3 separate regions of the Mus musculus genome follow, and all the other regions are linked to region 3. A link is a contact called in public Hi-C and HiChIP or PLAC-seq data. All regions are on one chromosome and are shown on one strand. The core of a region is the stretch at or near the end of the contact, and the rest is flanking DNA. Distances in the headings are between cores, read along the strand shown.

Evidence for each region. Hi-C and Micro-C count contacts between places; a contact is called where the count stands out from the background. HiChIP or PLAC-seq counts read pairs in DNA pulled down with a chosen protein or histone mark.
Region 1: a BATF HiChIP or PLAC-seq map of CD8 T cells shows a contact between it and region 3, with 8 read pairs. The contact joins two enhancer-like sites. A contact is called at or near these places in 2 of 15 datasets of contacts at CTCF or cohesin (CD8 T cells and pro-B cells), 25 of 484 Hi-C or Micro-C datasets (B cells, CD4 T cells, CD8 T cells and 20 more) and 9 of 115 datasets of contacts at active chromatin or transcription factors (CD8 T cells, bone marrow-derived dendritic cells, bone marrow-derived macrophages and 4 more).
Region 2: a Hi-C map of granulocyte-monocyte progenitors shows a contact between it and region 3, with 2.2 times the contacts expected there. The contact joins two enhancer-like sites. A contact is called at or near these places in 1 of 15 datasets of contacts at CTCF or cohesin (CD8 T cells), 7 of 484 Hi-C or Micro-C datasets (LSK cells, bone marrow-derived macrophages, conventional dendritic cells and 4 more) and 12 of 115 datasets of contacts at active chromatin or transcription factors (CD8 T cells, the HPC-7 cell line, astrocytes and 7 more).

Annotation. Positions count from the first base shown.
Region 1 is chr10:51,412,927-51,417,363 of GRCm38.p6, forward strand. No RefSeq gene overlaps it. Among named protein-coding and RNA genes, the nearest start is that of Lilr4b, 65 kb to the right of the region's middle. Within about 2 kb of position 1,740, at least 18 of the 459 cell types and tissues checked have an H3K27ac peak or open chromatin away from gene starts, as enhancers often do. A contact at or near this core is called in CD8 T cells, where this site is marked.
Region 2 is chr10:51,453,017-51,457,002 of GRCm38.p6, forward strand. No RefSeq gene overlaps it. Among named protein-coding and RNA genes, the nearest start is that of Lilr4b, 26 kb to the right of the region's middle. Within about 2 kb of position 1,530, at least 124 of the 459 cell types and tissues checked have an H3K27ac peak or open chromatin away from gene starts, as enhancers often do. A contact at or near this core is called in CD8 T cells, bone marrow-derived macrophages and granulocyte-monocyte progenitors, where this site is marked.
Region 3 is chr10:51,517,852-51,521,773 of GRCm38.p6, forward strand. It overlaps Gm40645 (a long non-coding RNA gene), which reads right to left. Exons shown (of 3, transcript XR_871642.2): 3 at 2,171-3,111. Among named protein-coding and RNA genes, the nearest start is that of Gm40645, 6.4 kb to the right of the region's middle. Within about 2 kb of position 2,595, at least 32 of the 459 cell types and tissues checked have an H3K27ac peak or open chromatin away from gene starts, as enhancers often do. A contact at or near this core is called in CD8 T cells, bone marrow-derived macrophages and granulocyte-monocyte progenitors, where this site is marked.

The sequences.
Region 1 (4,437 bases), core at 490-2,989, 110 kb before region 3:
CTTATACATAAACAATGGCTACTATTTCTGAGTAGTCAAGGTGAGTTACAGCAACACTAGGTGGTGCTGTAGTTTGAAATAACAGATAAAAGACTAAAGATGTTTCAGATCCTAAAACTTGTAGTATTTACTACAAAAAAAAAAAAAGAAAAGGAGGGGGAGGAGGAGGAGGAGGAGGAGGAGGAGGAGGAGGAGGAGGAGGAGGAGGAGGAGGAGGAGAAGAAGAAGAAGAAGAAGAAGAAGAAGAAGAAGAAGAAGAAGAAGAAGAAGAAGAAGAAGAAGAAGAAGAAGGAATCAACCTTATGCAGTTAGTGATCCAACTTAATGAATCAGTATTTGTCCTAGTTAGGGTTTTACTGCTATGAACAGATACCTTGACCAAAGCAACTCTTATAAGGACAGCATTTGAATGGGGCTGTATAGTTTCAGAGGGTCAGTCCATTATTATCAAGGCAAGAGCATGGTAGCATCCAAGCAGGCATGGTGCAAGAGGAGCTGAGAGGTCTATGTCTTCATCTGAAGGCTGCTTGTGAAAGAACTGGCTTCCAGGCAGCTAGGATGAGGGTCTTAAGCCCCTCCACCCCAACAGTGACACACCTACTGCAACAAGGCCATACCTCCTAATAATGCTACTTTCTGGGCCAAGAATATACAAACCATCACAAGGGCTTTCACATTTTCTCATTTTTTCTTGTTTTGTCCTGTTCATCTGTAGTCTTGTGGAGGCCTTCTCTTTTCTGAAAAGGAAACAGATAAAGAATAGATCAGGGAGAGAGGGGAGGTCATGGGGAGTCTAAGAAGAGTGGAGGAAGAGGAAAATGTCGTTGGGATGTATTGTATGAAAGAAGAATCTATTTCCAATATAAAATTAAATAATAAAATAAAGCCTAATAATAGAATAAAGTTGATTAAATAAAAACTTCACCTGAATAGTTGTACTCATGTAATAAACAAAGGAAATGCACAGTAAATTGGAAACAAAGCATGTTCTTGTATTCTAAAAGGGCAATGTAGTCTTCCTGAGTAGTCAGCCAGGCCCCATACTTCCTTAGGAAATATCATCCTGCTATGTGATTAGAAAGCTAAATCACTAGAGCAACTAGGCAGGCTTTGTCAGTAATTTTACCAAGATTTTCGTTCCATGAAATATTATGGGAAATACTCACTGTCTGATGAGTAGCATTATTATGATATACATAGGCCCAAATGTTAAAAATGAATTATTAAAATTTTGTCTTTGTTTTTATTTTAAAAACATCATATCTTTGAAGAAAGAAATTTTCATTGAATTACAATCAATTATCAAAGTAAGTGAGGGAAAAGCATCATTTTTTAAAGAAAAAGAATATGTATATTTACCTGTGTGTGTACGTGTGATCGCATGCAAGTGCATGTGATAGAATCCACATCTCAGTGACTTAACACCAAACACACACACACACACACACACACACACACACACACACACACATTCTAAGTAACCCTACTAAAAGATCATAAAATAAAATTAATAACGATGGTTCATTGTCCTCAAATGAGGTAATTTTGGAAAGGAAAGCTATGCACACCCAGAAAAAAAAATTCTGAATAGCAATTCAAAGCACACATCAAGAAGAAGTAAAATATAGGAGAAACTAAGCAAGGCCTTGCCTCCTATGAGACTGATGTATGCGCAATAACAGTTACCTGAAAGAGGCAACTTGAGATCAGCCTGCTGTCCTGGAAACAGATGACACCAGATGGTGTGACAGGGCAAGCCAATGGATAGAGAACAGCACATCATCAGAGCAGCTGGGGACCAATAGGATGTTGGGAGGGGGTTATAAAGGTTCACTTACTTTCTGTAATAAATGAGTTCTGCTTTTGCCACTTGCCTGACTCCCAGGGTCTGTGTCTTTGATCCTGTGCCTCCCTACCCCTGCCTCCAAAGGTCCTATTGGGGAAAACAACAAAATGTAATATATTTTCTTAAATTAATAGTCCAAAGCATAAAAATAGTTCAGAGAAAAAAATATTAGTATATATAACCTTAAAAGAAGAGCGAGAGGGAGAGAGAGAGAGGGGGAATGGGGAAAGGGGAAGAGTGATAGAGAAAAGGGAAGAGAGAGAAGTGGGAGAGAGGAGAGAGAGCTAGAAAAGAGACAAGGTGGGGAATCAAAGCATGCAGAAGTTTGGAAGAAGACAGTAGTAGTTTAGGGAGGAATGTACCTTGGATCCACAGAGTTGCTCAGAGACCCAAATATTTTTCTATTTAGGTGTTGTATTTCCCTTCAGAGAATTATATTACCATAGCATATCTAGAGTAAATAAAACACATCTTAGTGGCTCAATACCAACAATTCTTATTCACATAGTTACGCTCTAGAGTAGAGAATGGTCGTAGAGGAGTCAGGGAAGGCAGAATATCTGCTCCAGACAAACATTTGAACAGTCTCTGTGGCCCCTGACAAAATCACCAGCCAGCAGTTATTGCTTGAGAAAATTACAAGACTTTAGTTATTTTCTTAATCTTATTTTGCTGTTTTAGGGTTTCTTTGGCATTAAAATGCCTCTTCCCAGTCTCTGGGCTAATTATTACTGTTAGTTCCCATGGCTGGTAAAATTATAATAAGACTCCTAAAATTTCCACCCTAAGATAATCATGTTTTCTATTGTGGTATGCCACTGAGTTTAGGCAGAATGAGAATATAATGTGAATCTATGATCAGATCATCATTAAATGATGATCAACAGAGAAATCATTAGGGTAGTTAGGACCTATTTATATAAGATCTTAAAAACTGAATTATCTCTGAAGAATGCAATTTCCTATAACAGAAATGCCACTGCTGGCTTTGATGATAGATAGCAAATTCTAGGAGCTGAAAACAGCTACCAGCCAACAGCCAATAAAGTTATGAGACCTTCAGTTCTACAACCTCAAGGAATTGAATTCTGCCAACTACCAGTGATGTCGGAAGTTGATCTGGAACCTTAGATAAAACCAATGCTATTTACATACTTAAAGTCAGGTAAGACTGTAGCAAAGAACTCTCTTATGCGATTCTCAGTCTTTTGACCCTATGAAACTTCGAGACAGTAAATACTGCTATAAGCTGATAAATTGATTGTGTTACAATAAAAAGCAAATAAAACTCCAAAGTTCCTCCCCTATTTCTCAAGCACAATTATCTTTCTCTCTCCTTCCTCCCTCCTCCCCTCCTTCCTCCTTCTCCCACTTTGGTATACTAGACAGTGGTTTTCTTAAAATGAAGTAGAATTGGCAATGGCAGTGTGTATATATTAATAGATAAAGTCTCAAATGATGTGCTAACAAAAGTGTGGTATGTTACCTGTACCTGATTTTCTCTTAAAAGCTGTCATTTAATCTAAGGGACAGCATCAAGTTTATGAAAGCCATAGTGTCTTTCATAAGACACTATGAAGGTCACTACCAACTGTCAGAAAAGAAAAAAAAACAAAACCAAAACAGTGCACAGTTCTGCAAAATGTATCCAGAATTGAAATCCCAAGCATACTATAAAAAGGTCAGAGTCTCAAAAATGCACAAATTTATTTTTATGACAATATTTAAAATAATGTAGAATTTTATTACCTATATATTTTTATTTAATAATATTCTATATTTTCAAACAGCATTGCATGATTCTCACCATGAAAATGATTCATTTTGTCATTCTTTTGACATGATTTAAACACAAAACAGTAAGTCAGCAGGCTGATTGCTCTATTCTGAAACACTCAGGGGGTAAGCAAATAGCTTCTGGCCAATTTTAGTTCTTTTCAGTCTGCATTTGGTGATGTCTACATTGGGTAATATTTTCAGGATGCTAGATCATCCCATAATTGTCATCTTTCCTTTGGGTCAACTTCAACTTGATCTCAACTTTAAGTAAAATGATTCATAAATTTTCCCTGCCCATTATAATCCTAGGCAGAGTTAGCATGACACATATCTGGCATTTTTGTTGGCACTACCCAATCTGACACTATTCTCTTCTGCTATTTTTAGATCTGACCTCAGAACCCTTTACAACACAGCTCTTTGTGAATCTTCTGTGAATTAATTACATGTAGAATGCCAGAAGAAACTTGTATATTCATCCATATAATAATACTATGAAAAGTTCCATTCCCCTAATTCTTGACAATTCTAAAAAGCACTAAAACACTAAGTATTTCTATACTATATTAAGGTTTCATAATTTGTATAACTTATAGAATTTGTACCTTGACAAGTTTATATATGTATAAAGTACATTCTAATGTTTGTAGTCTTCTACATAAGATCTAATATCCATCAAAGCTCTCGTGTCTGCTCTTTCCAATAAGTCAGTTTTCCACATCCATGTTTGTTTGTTTTATTGTTTTTAGACCTATTGAGTTTTCCCATGATTGCTAGTGGCTGGGCATGATCAATGGAGCCTGATGTGCTTG
Region 2 (3,986 bases), core at 280-2,779, 66 kb before region 3:
GTAAGGGGAAAAAGACAAGTAACATATAAAGACAGACCTATCAGAATTACACCAGATGTCGCACCAGAGACTATGAAAGCTAGGAGATCTTGGGCAGATGTCATACAGACCCTAAGAGAACACAAATCCCAGCCCAGGCTACTATACCCAGCAAATTACCATAGATGGTGAAACCAAGGTATTTCATGACAAAACCAAATTTACACAATATCTTTCCACAAATGCAGCCCTTCAAAGGATAATAAAGATAAAACTCCAACACAAAGAGGGAAACTAAGCTCAGAAAAAAGCAAGAAAGTAATTTTCAATAAACATAAAGAAGATAGCCAAATGAACAAAATTCCAACTCCAACAACAAAAGTAACAGGAAGCAACAATTACTTTTCCTTAGTATCTCTTATCATCAATGGGCACAATTTCACAATAAAAAGACATAGAATAACAGACTAGACACATAAACAAGCCCCATCATTTTGCTACATACAGGAAATGCAACTCAGTAACAAGGTCAAGCACTACCTCACAGTGAAAGGCTAGAAAAATTTTCCAAGCAAATGGTCCCAAGAAAAAAGATAGAGTAGCCATTATAATATCAAATAAAATTGACTTCCAACCAAAAGCTATCAAAAAAATTGAGAAGTACTCTTCATACTTATCAAAGAAAAAATCTACCACAATGAACTCTCAATTCTGAACATCTATGCCATAAGTGCAAGGGCACCCACATGTGTAAAGGAAAACTTGCTAAAGATCAAAGCACACATTTTACCCCACACAATAATAGTGGGGAACTTTAACACCTCACTGATCATGGAAACCGAAACTAAACAGAGACACAGAGAAACTAATGCAAGTTAGGAATCAAATAGATTTAACAGATGTCTAAAGAACATTTCACCCTAAAACAAAAGAATATACCTTCTTCTCAGTACCTTATGGTGCCTTCTCCAAAACTGACCATATAACCTGACAAAACACAAGCCCCAGGGATACAAGTAGTTTGACTAATGGCATTCCTCCAGGGAGCATGAGTGCCTGAAACATTGAGAGAGAATCTGCAGTGTCAGATGAGGAACTTTGTTCAGAATAGAAATGTTGAGAAAGAAGAAGTGGTGAGTCTTAGATGCAGAGTGTTAAGGGGGAGGGCTGACTCTTCTAGTAATGAGGAAGTCAGAAAACAATGAAAAGAGCAAGCAATGAATGATCCATGCTGGGGGAGGCCTAAGCTTCCTTCAGTGAATCAACTAGGTCTTGTGAACCTTTCCCCCAACCTCCTTCTCCTGGGCCTTTCTGTCTTGTAATGGTCTTATTCACTTTCTGGTCAATCCAGGAAAAATGTGGTTCTCTGTAGGTCTTATTTCCTCTCTTACTTCTGACATTAAATTCTAAAACTTTTGTCCTAAAGTGTTCCCATTGCAGTCCCCTGGCAGCTGTGCTCCCTGGAAATTAAGCTCTTCAACCTCTTGAACTACATACAGGTTTCTCACTGTACATGACCTCTTGAACTACATATAGGTTTCTCACTGTAAACGATGTTTCCTGTTTTTTATGAGCTGTCACCTATTCTGAGGTTGAATGTGGTGAGTCAGCTCTCATTAGGTGATTTTTGTTCCTGTAAACTATGACTAATCCCCATTTGTCTAGATAATGCCATAAAACTCCATGCTTCACCTATTTGATTGTTGGTGTTATTCTAACTTTGCTCTGTCATCAGCTCCATATCTAGCATGAATAGATGATTGTTTACAATTACCCAGAAATAGTTCTATACAAAGGTTTGACTTACTATTCATATGATGAAATCTGGATTTCCTGAGTGGCTGTGTATAAAGGAGGGGAATTTAAGGTCACCCCTAAAGCAAGGATATCACATATATACTAATATTACCTGCCTATGTTACTAATGTAGCTCCCTGATATCCTGATGCATTCTAACTGAACTATGTTGGTACCAACCTCACTGACCACAGTGTAGTTTTCCCTTTCTGCACCCTTTAGCTCCTCTAGCATTCTGTGACACAGCAAGTAGCTGTGATTACAGAGATGTGACCTACCTACAGAAGACAGGTCCCATCATTATTCCTTCATGCTTTAGAGGTTCTTGGGGCAAATGTTCTCCCAGCACAACTATAGCTTTTTAAATAATGCATGACAACACTTTTATGCAGTGATAAAACCATTCAATTACACTGTTACCTCAACCCTTGGCTGGTTGGTAGATCTCTATGAGTTCAAATCAGTCAGACCTACATGATGACTTCCAGTAGAACAAGAGCCACAGAGTGGGTCTCTGTCTCAAACCACAAAACAAAACAAAACAAACAAACAAACAAAAAAAAAAACCAAACATTGACCACACACTTCTAAGGAGAACAAATGTAACTCATTGGTTCATTAACTGGATTTGTGTGGAGTCTTATCTTTTTTTCTGTCACTGGTGTCTCATCTTGGGTGAGTAGGCATTGTTCATGTATACCAAGGATTTGTACATCCAACATTCCCTAAGCATCTCAAGAGTCAGGATGCCAACTGGTCATTAGTGTGGTCTGGTTAAAGGAGAACCAAGAAGAAGCTCTGTGAGGAACAACCAATTCTGAGCCCCCTCAGATGAAAGTGCTGGCTCAGAATGACACCAGTTTCACCAGTATTTTTGTTTTTGGTTTTTGTTTTGTTTTGTTTGTTTGTTTGTTTGTTTGTTTTTTACATTAAGTCCATAGTGACTGAGTCCATTCAAACAGATGTAGATGCATACAGTGGAAACTGTCTGCATGAAGAGACCACAGCCAGATTTGGAATTGTAATGCCAGCAGAAGGCAGTAAGAAGGATGATAAATTTGAGGTCTGCATGAGATTCAACAGACTCCATCTCAGAAACCAAAAACCAGAACTAAGAAACTAAAAAAAGTAGAACAGGGGAACAAGGGTGTGGTTCCCACAAGATCAGTTCCCCTTCCCCAGTGGCTGATAGTACCACAAGCAGATGACACAAAGAAGAACACAGACTGTTTAGATCATATACTTTGTGTCTGTCGATTTGGCAAGAAAACAAATTATCAGCACATTTGTGGCAAGTGGATGATGGCATGACCCCCATTCTCATAGCCATGCTGTATCTTGGTGAGGTGTGAAGGTTGGGAAGGAGAATTATTTCCTGAGAGGAAAGCCACTTTACAACCATGCCTTAGGCTATCAGGGTGTTTCAGCAGCTGGGAAACAATTTGTACATGGAGGACCTACCCAGACGTTAGTGCAAACACTCATGGATAACTCTCTTGCAGGACTGATTCTGGACCCCAGGAACCCTGTGCTGGTAGGTGAGTGTCTTCCCAGGTGTTGCACATTGTACATACTCAGTAAGAATCGAGGTTTACCCCTGTCGTTTGGGATGCAAAACAAGTCTTGAGCCAGGAAGCTGGTGTCTGAGGGTGATGTCCTCATATCTACATGCTGATTTCTTTTCAGAGGCTTCATTTAAACCCACATTCATGGGGGTGCCGAGCAATGTGTAAGCATAGGGAACCAGATAACCATCTTCTGTACAGGGATCTTACAAGTCACAAAATACCATCTCCATAAAGAAGGAAGTCCACATTATCTGATACCAGCAACCATTCTAGAAACTGAGAATAAGGCCACATAGTCTATGTCCTCTATTCAGTGTCACAATGTAGGTCGATATTGTGTTCCTGTATATGCTACTTTACCACATCAGAAGAAAAAAAGTGATAGCATGGTCCTGGTGGTGGCAGGTGAGAAAACCATTCCCATACTGTGGATCTTCTTGAGTGAAGGAATGTGTTTACTACTGACTCCCTTCCTTAAATCTGAGAAGAGTGGAACAATGCTTCCCAGATAAGTCTACTTAACTGGCTTGTTTCCCTTTTTTTTTTTTTTTTTGGAGTTTACCCCCCCCCCCAAAAGTCACACTGTTGTTACCTCAGGGGTAAATGTGAGTCTTCAGTGTGCATCACAAGAGGTAAACGACA
Region 3 (3,922 bases), core at 1,345-3,844:
ACTTAGCCCAAGCATATAAAGAACTCACAAAAGTAGATATGAAAGAAAAAAATTAACTCTAGCATAAAATGGTTTACAGACATAAGCAGAATTCTCAAAAGAGTTAGTTCAAATAGCTGAAAAACACTAAACACATGTCAATATACTTATCAATCAGGGAAATGAAAATCAGTTATTTAGTAAGATTTCCTCTTAGAAGTGTCACAATGGCTAAGATGAATAAATGACAAGTGACAGCCCATTCTCACAGGGAAGTGAATCTAAGGAAACTCTCAACCATTTTTGGTAGGAGTGAAAACTTGTACAGCCACTATGGAAATTAGTGTGTTATTCCTCAGGAAAATGGGAAACAATATACCACAAAATACAATTACATCATGCCTGGGATATACACAAAGGATATTTCATCCTACCAAAGAGATATTAGTACAAACCTATTTACTGCTGTTCTGTTCATCATAGCTACAATTTGTAAACAGTACATATGTTCCTCAACAAAAAGAGTTGATAAGAAAATGTTTACATAATGAAATATTGCTAGACCATTATATAGGGGGCATCCCAAAATACACAGGTAAATGGATGGAACAGAAAAAAAAAATCATTCTAAGTGAAACAGCCCAAACCCAGAAAGACCGGTATGGTATGCATTTGCTTATATGTGGACATTAGCTCTTTAGTAAATGATGCAAAACTAAAATTCATGAATCTCCAGAGGGTAGGTATAAACTAGAGGAGCAGTATCAGATATATATATATATCTTGCTATGAACAATAGATAGAATAAGAAGTATTGGATAAATGGAGGGGGCTAAACCTGAAGGTTCAAGTGAGGAGGGAGATGGAAGGGAAAATATGGGGAGATATTTGGGGAGAGGCGGCTAAAAATAAGGGCCATTTAAGGGGCAGTACAGAAAACTAGTGGAGTAGTAGCTTCCTAAAATACATAATATATGAAGGTAATGTAAATAAAATGACCTTATATTGGAGGAGACAGATTTCTAACAGGCTATCTCTTCTCACAAAAATAAGTTTCGAGTCCTAAGAACAGGTTACATCTTAACAGAGATGGCGTCCACACTGGTCCCATGGAGATCTCCAAACAACTCAGGCTGTCACCAAGACTGTGCTACTCTCCACCAACTGACAGCAAGGTCCTATTGCAAAAGACAACTCAACACACTGAAAATGGAAAATTGGATCTGCCGACTACACAGAGAATTCACACCAGTGCACAAACATATTCACTGCTGTTCTGTTCATCATAACTACAATTTGTAAACAAATACATACATTCCTCAACAAAAAGAGTTGATAAACAAAATATTTACACAATGAAATATTACTAGACCATTATATAGTGAGGCATCACAAAATACATAGGTAAATGGAATCTGGCATCTTTGATACAAAAAGTTACTTTGCATGCCACCAAAAGAGAAACATAAGCACCAGCCCAGCCACAAAGTCTTCAATCTACATTGGAGTCATGCCTACAATATCTGCAAGGTCAGTGGCGGCAAAAGGTTGTGAGAGTAACCAACTGAAATCACAGCTGAATTAAAGCCCACTACATAAGACAGAACCTGTCCTCAACAGCACTTGGGTGGCCGAGAACCAGACACAAGGTATACTAGGATTATAGTGTAAAAAAACATTGTACTTTGAAAACTGAAAAGTAGCAATAAAAATGACTCCTAATGACATTCTTTATATGCACATGAGTAAGTACCTGAGCATTCATTCCTAAACAGATCCCTTCCTCAAACCCACCCCCTTACAGCTCAGTGAACCCAGAGGTAAAGGAGCCAAAAAGGGTCTACGAGCCTGAGGGAATGGAGATCAACACCTGAACAAGATGCTCTAAACCACTGGTTCTCAGCTTTTCTAATGCTGGGACCCTTTATCACATTTCATCATCTTTTGGTGACCCCCCAACCATAAAATTATTTTTGTTGCTATTTCATAACTGTAGTTTTGATTCTGTCACAGATTATAAGGTAATTCTCCGTTATGCAGGATATCTGATATGTGACCCATGTGAAAATGTCATGTGTCCCCCAAAGAGGTAGTGACCCAGAGGGTGAGAACCATTGCTATGAAAACACAATTAAAGCTCACAGGAACTCACAGAGACAGGAGAGCAGCATGCACAGAGCCTGCAGGTGTTTTGGTGTTGTGTGTGTGTGTGTGTGTGTGTGTGTGTGTGTGTGTGTGTGTGTGTGTGTGTGTATTCACCACAGACAAGCACATTACACAAACTGAAACCTGTAAAAGTAAAGAACAGTGATCATGTGATGCCCAGATCCAGGGCATCCATCTGGATCTAACACTCTTTTGCAACTAATGCTCAGAGATCATCATGCAATAAGGGGAAGAAGGATTCTAAGAACCAGAGGAACAGGAAGTGTGGTATGAGATTGCATCTCCTAGAAATGTGGTCAGCTCTATAATATAGACATATAAATAACATTATACAAATTAAGCAGACTGCATTTATATATTTAGAAATATGTACCTAGATATGTAAACTTTTAAAAATAAAAGTGAATTTGAGAGAGAACAAAACAGCTACATGGATGGAGTACTACTCAGCTATTAAAAAGAATGAATTTATGAAATTCCTAGGCAAATGGATGGACCTGGAGGGTATCATCCTGAGTGAGGTAACACAATCACAAAGGAACTCACACAATATGTACTCACTGATAAGTGGATATTAGCCCAAAACCTAGGATACCCAAGATATAAGATACAATTTGTTAAACGCATGAACTCAAGAAGAACGAAGACCAAAGTGTGGACACTTTGCCCCTTCTTAGAATTGGGAACAAAACACACTCAGCCTTTCACGATCCTCCCGGGAAACCTATGCATCGAGGGATGCACGAACACATCCTACAGGCGAGTGCTGGACTAGGCAACCCCCAGTCATACATGACAGAGAAAGCCATGAGAAAGGCCCAACCACAGCATGAGCCTGGCCTACCTTGCATGCTCTGGTTGTGGAACAATCTTCCTGGAGGGAGAGGCAGTACTTTGCTGAGGGAGAGCCAGCATGATTCGAGGAAGAAGGATGGAGGCAGCATCAAGCTTCATACTTCAAGAGACCTAAAAAGCCTATAGGTGACCACCACATCCAAATTCACTACCAGCCACACAAAAACAATACCCTCTCATCTCCCATGCTGCTGTCTCTCTCTTTACTACATGCACACTGCAGTCAGTGCAGCAGCAGCAGCAGCTGCCACCCCACCAGCTAGTGCCCCTCCTTACCAAGGACATGCCAACATGGTTTCACCAGACAACCTGGTGGGGCTGATCTGAGGCCCTCTCTAAGCCATCCATTCAGTAGTAGGGATGGGCAGTGTGTACAAATGGCAGGGACTTAGTCAACACAAGCTATTAACTGGCATTTACTGGGAATTCCTCCTTTATGGGGAAGATTGCAATCCCGAATTCCCATCACAAACAGGGTTCAACCGGGTTACCCATGCCTGTCAGCATAGGGTAAGCACATACTGAGCCAGTCAGTGTTATGGGTGTGCAGCCCAAGATATCTAACAGCATCACTGACCTGTAATTGCTCAACCTCAGGCAGCTGAATGCCACTTGTACCTCAAAATGTTGGGGGATGCTGACTGCTTGGGGGGTATCATAACTTGTTAGCATTACAGAATCTAAATCCTCATTGGAATTAACCAGAGGAATCACTCTACCAACTAAGAATGACCATGATCCACCATCTATGGTATTGAGAAAGAGCTATTATCTGTCAATCCTGTCTGTGTCCAGGCTGGGTGAGGTTTCCTGTGTTGAGTCAAAATAAGCCACAGGCTCCACTTCTGCTGGTGCACTTCCATCAATTCCTTTAAGTTTCAGCTTTACACCCACACTTCTCTTAGACACCAAAGACTTTGCT